2 separate regions of the Gossypium hirsutum genome follow, and region 2 is linked to region 1. The links are chromatin contacts, called in public Hi-C maps. All regions are on one chromosome and are shown on one strand. Each heading gives the region's core, a stretch centred on a gene start, on an enhancer-like site or on the middle of the called end of the contact. The rest is flanking DNA. Distances are from core to core; before and after follow the strand shown.

Region 1 (5,522 bases), core at 776-3,275:
CCTCATCTCACTTTCCAATTAGGTGGCTTGAAAGCTACCTTTCTATCTCACTTCTCTACCTGTTTACGGGGTGAGTTGGTGGCTATTTCAATTTTTTTTTCTCTATTCAGATCAATGCAGTGTTACCCCGACTTGAATCTATTATTTAATTTTATTAAATTTATATAAAATCAAATTGATTTGAAATTAATTTTCTTATTCAAACTTAAATAGATTAGTTTTATATTTAATTTGAAAATAAGAGTCAAATAAAATGTTTAATAATTGAATGAACCAAATAAATTAGATTTCAATTTTATCCAACTTATTTTACTTTGATAACCATATAGAATCAAGTCTCAATGTTTCATTATATATAATTAAATTCTTTTTGTGTTAAAGAGGCTGCGATTTAAGATATAAGGAGGATTGCAAATACTATACAAGTGGTTTAGTATAATAGTAAGGTATATTGCACTCTCAAGAGGAGGATTCAGATTCAAACTTTAGAGATGACATTATTGAGAAAGGTAACTACGAACTCCGAACATGGACCATAAAACGGACATGAAAAATATTCAAAAAAATATATTTATTTACTTTGTATAAAATTTAGCACTCAATAAGAGAAAAAAAACAAATTTAACGTTTTTGAAATTTTAATTTTTTTAGAGAATTGAAGAAAGTTATGTATCTATGGGCAATGAGAGCAATGTGGTTATCAAAATACCCATACAATTGGAAGATATAAAGGAACATGAAAGCCCTCCATTTATGTTTGAAAAAGATAAAAAAAAAAAAAAGAAAAGAAGAGAGACAAACAATATAATGCATACATCTGAAAAATATGACTTTGATGGGTGTGTTTTTTCAAACATGTAAAGAACCCTTAACTTCAATATAAGGGTAGCTGTTTGAACTCCTTTAGAATTAAAAGCTTGGTGGGTAAATGAAAAAATTGAGGATTTTGGACCACAGATGAGATGCGAGGCATCTTTTTCAGATGTTGCATTTAACATTGTGGGGACTTGGTCTCCCTTTATATTATTTGTGATGTGATTTTTCTTTCGGTCCTCTTATAATTTTTCTCCATTTTAATTTGATATTATTTATCTTAATCCGATTAAAGGAGCAGGTAGACGTGGCCTCTTAGTTAAATGCGATATTATTAATTCTAGTCCCTTCTATTTTTCAAATATTGCCATTTCTTCAACATAATTTTTACATTTTGCCTTCCAAAATCTTATAATTTTATTTTGGCTCCCAATAATGAGTTCTTAGCTTCTCTCCTATATATATTTTTCAAAATTTTAACATTCAACCAATCGAAGATGAACATGTATAGATGTTTCATATAAATGTATTTTATCATTTGCTCATTCCACCACATCAACCTTTAACGTCCCCAATTATATTATTTTCTTATTTTTATTAGTATAAAGACTACTTACCTCAATTAATTTGAAGGGAACAAAATTTCTCCTAATCCAATAGTTTGCTAACGAAAATTATTAATGCTCCTTATAGGGATTAAATTCATCTTTTTATTTAAGTATAATTAATATTACTCTTAACCCAATAGTATAAACATCTCTTATGTATTTATTCTTAATGAAATAATTAATGTTGTAACTAATTATTCTTATTTGCTCACTTTCAAATAATATAAATAGTTGGAAGAAGTGAAAATGGACTTCTTCCCTTGAACATTTAGATCGAATTCAAATTTTGAAGTCTGACATTATTGAGAGAGTTTTACCTAAATACCACCCCTAATCCAAACAAATTTATACCCAAACCATACAATAATGAGAATACCCGTAATTATACCAAAAATAATACAAAAACTCAATTATTCCGTTAAATTAATTCTGGCCCTATAATATTAATATCGAGGCATTCTAACTATTTATTCCGCTTTAAAATTGAAATAGACATATATGTTTTACAAAATTGACAGTTTATACATAAGACAAAGGTAGAGGTTTCTTGTGAATTCAATTCTAAGGAAGTATTTAATGTGGGGACCCGTCAAGGAAACAACAGCACATCGGCAGCCCTATCGGACACTCAAGAAAACAAAATTGAATAACAAAAACACAGTCCAGTCGAGACATTGCCTTGTCCTTGTATTTCTTATTAACTTCTGCATGTGCGTGTGCTTCTCAAGTACGCAATTCTCATTTCCCATACCTATAATCCTATATTTGGCCCTCCAACTTACCACTTCCTCACACATTGGTATTCACCACAAACACTACAACAAAACAAGTTTTTAGCGGCGTTTTTTTAGGCCTTTAGCGGCGCTTTTAGAAGCGCGGCTAAAAACGCCGCTAATGACAGCGTCGCTAATTTTAGCGCGCTTTTCCCACAAATGCCACTAAAGACCAAGACTTTTAGCAGTGCTTTTCCCAAAAACGCCGCTAAAGACCATGACCTTTAGCAGCGCTTTTCTCACAAATGCCGCTAAAGACCATGACCTTTAGCGGCGCTTCTCCCACAAACGCCGCTGAAGACCATGACCTTTAGCGTCGCTTTTCCCACAAACGCCGCTAAAGAACATGATCTTTAGCGGCGCTTTTATCACAAACGCTGCTAAAAGTACAATTCTTTAGTGACGTTTATGGAAAAACGCCACTAATTTTGGCAAATTTGTAACATCCGATTTTCATCCATATACAATCCTTCTTGTAACATAAAATACAAACAAAAAGGGGCAAATTTAAATGATACTTCAAATTCAATGAAAGATATATGATATAAATTGATAACTGAATTATAATTCAAAATATTCGTACAATAATATTAAAATTAACAATGTTAAAAATATTCTTACAATAACTAAATCACACTAAAATGTTTACACAATCACCTCCCAGAAACAGGTGTAGCAGTAACCACAAGAACAAAAAAAAAAAAGAAAAATACACAAATCCAGAAACAACAGTTTTTGGCAATCACTTTTTCAGGAGTAATACCAAAAAAATAACCCCCTGATTTCAACAAAAATGACACATTACTCAGAAGTCTGCTTGCTTTGTCTTCAGTTTCAAATCTTAACTGCAAATAGAAGAAGAGAAATGCACTTCAGATTCATACATTAGAAGACCAAAACCACATCTGCAAATAAATAAAAGCAAAACATACACACAATAAGTACTGGAAAATTAAACCAATACTAACTTTCAAGGTAACACTTTGGAATAAAAATAAATAAGTAAAGGTCTAATTATGAATTTTATCCCCTTAATTTACAAAACCTGATAAGTTAGTCCAATTAATTAATTGGATAACATTAATAAACCTTAATGTTAAATTACTAGCTTGAATATCAACCTTCAATATTTAATATGTAAGGAATTATCAAAAATCAACATTTCAACATGTTAGCAAAGCAGCCTGTTCTTGCAGCATGCAAAGATGATCCAATGCTTCAATAGCATAAAAAAAATAAAGTTTTTAAGCATACTAAAATCCTAAAGAGAAATAAAGAAATTGACTTGGTCAAAGATATAGAAGTTTTTCATTGGCATAAATTTCAGTTAGAACATTGAACAAATAAAAAAACTATATATATAAATATTGCAAAGTATAAATCCTGGCAATTCAATCTATTTGATTAAAAATCTACCAAATAGTTTGAACTCACATGCTTACCTGCTTCCTATATTGAAAGACAAAAACATGCATTAATTTTTCTATAGGAAGTGAAATCATAAAATTTAAGATTAAATAGAATATGGGTATCTCCCCATTATAAGCTTAGATCAAACAAAATTCAGAAGAAAATCTAAGAAGATACGCAAAAAAAAAATCAACATGAACCAGCTAAGGAATGAATTAAAAGAAATCCAATAAGCAGACAGAAAAAAAAAGGAAAATTTATTATTACCTGTAGAAAAGTAACTTCAAGGGTGATTAATGTAAAAGCCTTTTTCAGCTGAAAATAACGATAAGAAGAGAAGAGGTGAAGGTCCAAAATCCTATGCAAATATGGGTTTACTTTTTTTCTTTTAATTATTTCTCTAAATTATTTACAAGAGAATCGGCAATTTTATTTAGGGGGTGGTGGAAAAGCAAAACCATTCGAACCGAAAATTATAAAAAAACAAGAAGCCAGGTATTTAAATATATTCTCTTTTAGCAACATGGAGTTTTTGGGATCAAATTCTAACAAATTAAAGTTTCCAATGAAATTCAAAATTACACCATTAAGTAAATAAGAGTTTTAAATTACCTGAGATCAAAAAACCATTTTGGGTATAAACTTTTGTAACTATTTATTAAATCTGCAATGTCATTTTGATGCTTTGGTTCAATATTAGCTGAAGCTTCTCTAAGTTCCTGCAATTTTAAAACAACAAAATTTAAAAGAATAAAAAAACAAAAGCTTTTTTCGAGATGGGGATTCAATGAGGCAAAATACCTGTTCATCAACGACGTTGATATCACTGAGTTTACGAGCAGATTTCTTCCCAGAACTGCCCATTTCTTTTGCTAAGAAATAGTTTCTTGAGAATCCAAATTCCTCTTCCTCCGCCGCGTTAAAATCCATTTTCTGAAGATTATTCGTTCAAACAAAAAATATTTGCAAAGATAATAAAAAATGAAAATGAAAATAAAATGACATTATACATGATTGGAGTGCTATACGAGTAATCGTGTTGCAAGACAAGTGATTCGAGTGCTATACGTATAATTCCAGTTTCGCAGCTCTTATTCTCGTTTCTGTCTAATGCTTGGACATCTTGGTTGTGGTTGATTTTGATGATTGTTATTTTTTGTCGTGAAATGAATGAAAGTGTTTTTGGCCAACAACAACAACCAAAAAAAAAGAACACTAAAAGAACCATATGCTAAGGATGAAGGGATAGTAGCCCCCAACTTCGAGCCAGAAGAGGCAGACACTGAACCAGAGAGAAGAAACAGTAAATAGTAACTTTGGCTTGGATCTTTATGTCAACTTGCTTGTCATAGCCTAGTAAAAGTAAAATACTCAAATCTAGAGCTAACAGGAAATGTAAAACATACACATATAATCGCTTCCTAATTCAAGTGTTCTTAGTTCAGTATAGAAGAAGAAACAACGTAAGATAATAAAGCAAATAACTCTTGAACCATTAAGATTCATTGTTGAGCAATCTTTAAAAATAATAATAATAAGGGTCACTCCTACTTCAATAGGAGAGTAGAATTTGCTGATACTCATACAGCTACTCTTACAATTGAGATTAGCATCTAGATAAAATTCCTCATCAATAAACCAAAACCTGAACATTGTGATTACAATTGATAAATGAACATTTAACTACCTCAACTTAGAAATCACAACATATGGTATAAGATACCTAAAGGAATAAAGCTACAAAAATAACAATTACAATATAAAAAAGACAACAAGAACAAAATGTTAGGGTGAACCTAATAGAACTTAGAGAGGTAATCATGTTAGCTCCGCTTGCTCAGATTCCATTCATATGCATAGAAATGGTTGAGCTAGATAAACACAATGCCTACACAGGATCCAAGAAGTCCATTTACCT
Region 2 (5,214 bases), core at 1,242-3,741, 46 kb before region 1:
TTTATGGGTAAATTACACTTAAATCATTAAATTATTAATAAGTTTATATTTTGGTCATTCAATTTTAAAAAATTACAAAATGATCACTAAGTTTAATTAAAGGATATATTTTGGTTTTTTAATATTTTTAGAAAAATAAAGACATAATTATATTAAAAATGTTATTAATTGTATATTATTAAATTATATTTAATAATATTATTAAAATATGATTAAATTATTTATTTTTATTTTTATTAAAATTTAACAACAATAATATCTATTTAAAAAAATTCTATTAAGGGTGTTCTGGTCATTTCAGCTTTGTTCCTATACTATTATAACATTTATTCCATTCAACTAAACACAAGAATACTATTAGAGCTATATTTCATTTCATTCAACCAAACAATTGAATTACTAATTACAGTTCTATTCCATTACAGCTTTATTCCATTACAGTAAACCAAACGTGGTATAAGTGTCCTTTTCGGACCTCAATCTTGAGCAGCTATATCTATTGTCTTCAAATCTCTTACTCTTGACACTTCTACATGACCCCAATTCTTGCTCATTCTTCACTATTGGGTCTGTGTTCCCTTCAACTATGAAACGATCAAACAAGCTTTTAATGCCCTCCATTTCAAGCTTTTCCAGTTTTCTTCCTCCTACTCGAACAGTTTTCTGTATCTATTTAAGTGCATCATGGCATTTCTAGGATTGCCATACACACAAGTAAGCCCAAGAAGAGTAATTACACAATTTAATATATGCCAACAAAATCAACTTGTTTATTCAAAGGGTTAAAGGTAGGGGAGTGCAAAATTTGGGTAAAACCAAAAAAATTCGGTTAACCGACCAAATTTAGTTAATAGTTAATTCGATTCGAAACCGACCGGTTAAATGAATTTTTTTAGTTTAACCGAAAAAATTAATAAATAAAATTATAATATATAAATAGGCCCACTATTCACCTAAACCCAATCCAAACTCAAGTATCCAACGCAGCCTAATTACCCAACTCAACCCAATCATAAAAATTACAAATAATTTAATAAATAAAAATAAAATTCTAATACTAAAACTAAAACTAAAGTCTAAAAAAAAAAACATATAATTCGGGTAATTCGGTTAATTTGGTTAATTCTGGTAATTCAGTTAATTCGGTTAATTTTTAACCAAAAATAGAAAAATATAATTTTCGGTTAATTCGGTTAACCGACCGAATTAACTGAAAAATTTTTGGTTCGGTTAATGATTAAAAAATTTGAAAGGTCGGTTAATTCGGTTAATGTTATTTCGGGTCGGTTAATCGACTGAACACCCCTAGTTAAATGACTATGTATTTAACGGTTTCAAACTAGAAATATCAACTTAACAATTTTTAATTTTTTTGGTGAATTATAAGATGAGGATAAAGTTTTAATAGCAACGCGATTCAAATCCAAATCATATCTGAAGCGGGAAACACCTTAACCATTAAGCCACACATGATTCACTAACTTAACAACTTTTTTTTCTTTTAAATTCCATGTATGATGGGATAGGTTAGAAATCAAATTATAAAAAAATAAAAAATAATAATAAACAGCATAACTCACGCTATGAAATTTAAAAAATATACTCTATTAAAAAATATAATAGGACTTAAAATAAAATAAAACTAAAAATAAGTCATATAATTTATATAAAATAAGATTCAAAATTAGGAATTCAAGTTTCTTTCGTTACTAAATTAAAGTTGTGATAAACTTGTATGAATTATAAATTGATTGGCATGTAACCTAAAGTTGGATCTCTATGTTTATAAATTTCTCTTTCTCATTGTTAAGAAATTAATGTTATATTAAATAATCAACCATGTGCTTTCCAACAAATGGGCCAGTATCTTTTGGATTCGGGGCCATGGTTTAGGATTGGGGCCAGTCCAATCATATTTACATATAACTATTTAATCTCACAAGTTCAAATAGGAAAAAGTATAAGGAAAAGTGAGAAAGATAAAAGGAAATTACACATAAAGTGGATTTTTTTTTACAGACGAAATAAATGAAGATTTTTAAAGATAATAAAATATTTAAAAGTTTATATTAAATAATATTTATACTCTATTTTATATGAATGTTAAAATTGAATATAAAATCGTTTTTATCATTTTTAAATTGAGTTGGTCTTGAATTGTAGATCAATTTGGTTAGATACTTTAATAATAGTGAATGTTAAAATTTGAATATAAAGTTATTTTTTGTCATTGTTGACTGAGTTGGTGGAAAATCAATTCATATTTTTGTTATTCATAATTGGATAACATTTAAATTCTTCTTTATTATATCCATTACAATTAATTAATTTTTTGAATAATTTTATAATTTAATGTAGTTTAATTTTCATTGGAAGTCCTTAATTAATTAATTAAAACGAAAGAGTTTCAATTTGATTACGACTAAGGGAATACCAAACGGTGGCACCCAACGGGAAATTGCTCCCATTGCCGCGGAACCTTATGCGCATATTGGGCCTATTGGGTTGTTCTTGGTTGGTCAAATTTTTTGAGCTTCTCTCTTCACTTAAATAAAATCAACTCATGTATTTAATTAACTAAATAATTAAATAATACTCCAAATTAATTATTAATTAATTAAAATTAAAATAATTTACACAATTGATTATAATTCAGTAAAAATCATGACGATTTTACCGTATTAGAATCCATGTGCAAATTTATTTAATTAGTCTAAGGGAATTAAACTAAGACGACTACATAATTTAATTTTTAATTTATTCATCCAATTAAATAATAATTCAAAGAAATTAAATTTACACTATGTCATCTATTGTCTTATCGAGAAAACGCATTTATTGCAATGATAATTCATGTAATTTATTTCTCATTTATTATTTTGTCAATTCATTCAAAGTTCTTATCCTGCAAATCGTTTAGAGTTATAGCGAGTTACTAGGGCTAAAATAATTTGCAATTAAGTTTTGACTTTTCGCTTATTAATTATAAAATTATTTAGTGTTGAAATCAATTCACTAAAAGTACCAAGACAAAACTCTCCATTATATATCATCTTAAAAGATACTTGTTTCAAAATTCAATCCAGTGACCTTGTCATATATATTTTACCTTCATAGGATATTTGTGATCCCCTTAGTTTAAACTCATTCACCTAATTCAGTCCCATTTTATTTCATGCTCGTAGTTGTTCTTCCGCAATAAAAAAAAAAGATCATTACTTATACTAGTAATGATAAAATCATTTGTCCCATACAAATGACCCATGACCATGTTCCATTTTCATAATCCATGTAATGCCAATGAGAGGATACTATTTAGTCTTTTTATCATGCTATGATTTCTCTATTGTAAGTGAAGTCATATCACTCACAAGTTTTCAATATACCTAAGTACATGAATCATACACACATGGTCATTCACTTACTCAAGATTTAAGTAAGTCATGCTATGAACATTACAAGTGAATTCTTCCATAAACAGATATAAGATTAATTCAATTTGGGTTTTGTTCGATGTATTATCAATCCAGAAAATCATACCTATGTCTCTGATTTTGGGAGTTAGTCCAACTCCGATAGCCAAGACAAGTTATCCTCAATCGGACTTATGAATGACATAATATTCCTAGGATAAGTAATTTGCTCAATCTGATGCCATCGATTGCGGACAATTTAAATTACCTACAAATATAAGGTGTCTTCTTGCATTACAATCCCACCATATAATACAACTTAATATTAGTTATACTTTAGGTAATCAATGAACTAATATTTTCTTATACATTTTACTTTACTTGCAAAAATCAATAAAGACATTATAAAAAAATATTAAATGATAATGTGATAATTTTTATTTATTCAATGAGTTCAAAAGAAAATTACTAAGTAAACTATGATGAAATTATTGCAGGAATTTCACGAATCTTAATAGAAACAACCTTGAATCCCATTCAACCAGTCATCTAATCATCATTTAACTTCAATAGTGACAACTCCTTACCGAATTCTTTCACCTCACAGTTTGGATCGATGAAAAAAACTTCTAAAAGTGTATAAGAAACTCTAAGACTTAATATAGTATTATTTTCTGAAAAGTTTTTGTGAAAAAGTAGTTTTGGGAAGTTTAATTAAGATTTTATACGTTTAGTATTATTATTAAAAAATACTGTGAAAAGTTAAAGTATTATTTTTAAAGTAAAAGTAAGTTAATTTAAACAGTATTCAAATTTATTAATATGATATATGGAATATCAATTTAAATATTTTTAAAAATTAATACAAATTATTTATAAAATCTAATTTGAATATGTAAATCACACATAAATATAATTCTTGTAAATTAATAAAAAAATATTAGTGATGGAATAATCTATTTAAATTTAAGTATAATCATTTTTACCACAATATCATTTTATTATTTTGATATTAATAAATATTTAAATTAGATTATATTGCAAATATAATAAAATAATTTATGGCAACTCATTGTTAATATTATAATATGAAATATAAATTTTAAAGTTTTTTTATGTAATTAATATTATTTATAAATTTTAATTTGAATATATAAAAATTTCTACCGACAAAATTTTATTGTGGCTACCAAGATAATTTCTAACTTAGATTTAAGAAGATGAGATTTAAGCATATTTATATATGTATTTTTTTAATTTTAAAACTATTTTTAAATTTATATATTTTGTTTAAATTTTAATTCTTTTATAATTTTCTAAAATTTTATATATTTTATTTTTTTAGAATTTTATAACTCTACTTTTTGAGAAAAATAATATCATTAATAAAAACCATGAACAATAAGAATACAAAGACATGACATATAGTTAAACGATAAAAAAAGATATGTGTTTCCACTATTTACATATATGATCTTTCAAAGTTGTCTACTTGAGTCACTGTTACTAACTTATTTGTATCCTAAGCTACAGAATTCCGAATTAAGATCTACAAATTTTCCCTGAAACTAAAATAACATATCTTATTACCATAAATTTTTTAGAATTTTTGGTTTAGCCAATAAGTACATTTTATTCTTTAAAGTTTTCCCTATTCTGTTGTTTGACAGTTTTGACCTTTTTGCACTAAAAATTAATTATTTTCTAGTAAAAAAATTGGATGATGTTCCCGTTTGTTTCTTTTGAAATTAGACTCATTCAGGATTTTAAAAATATAAATTCTAACCCATAATTATTTTTA

What was found. A called contact is a pair of places that touch in the nucleus more often than the background predicts.
Region 2: a Hi-C map of leaf shows a contact between it and region 1, with 5 times the contacts expected there. The contact joins two enhancer-like sites. A contact is called at or near these places in 7 of 34 Hi-C or Micro-C datasets (anther, fibers, leaf and 1 more).

The regions. Positions count from the first base shown.
Region 1 is chrD01:30,093,489-30,099,010 of Gossypium_hirsutum_v2.1, reverse strand. LOC107922673 (a long non-coding RNA gene) reads right to left here. Exons shown (of 6, transcript XR_005908935.1): 2 at 4,615-5,522; 3 at 4,406-4,537; 4 at 4,217-4,323; 5 at 3,872-3,919; 6 at 2,735-3,039. Among protein-coding and RNA genes, the nearest start is that of LOC107922673, 4.1 kb to the right of the region's middle. Within about 2 kb of position 2,025, at least 1 of the 9 cell types and tissues checked has an H3K27ac peak or open chromatin away from gene starts, as enhancers often do. A contact at or near this core is called in leaf, where this site is marked.
Region 2 is chrD01:30,139,973-30,145,186 of Gossypium_hirsutum_v2.1, reverse strand. No RefSeq gene overlaps it. Among protein-coding and RNA genes, the nearest start is that of LOC107922673, 50 kb to the right of the region's middle. Within about 2 kb of position 2,491, at least 1 of the 9 cell types and tissues checked has an H3K27ac peak or open chromatin away from gene starts, as enhancers often do. A contact at or near this core is called in leaf, where this site is marked.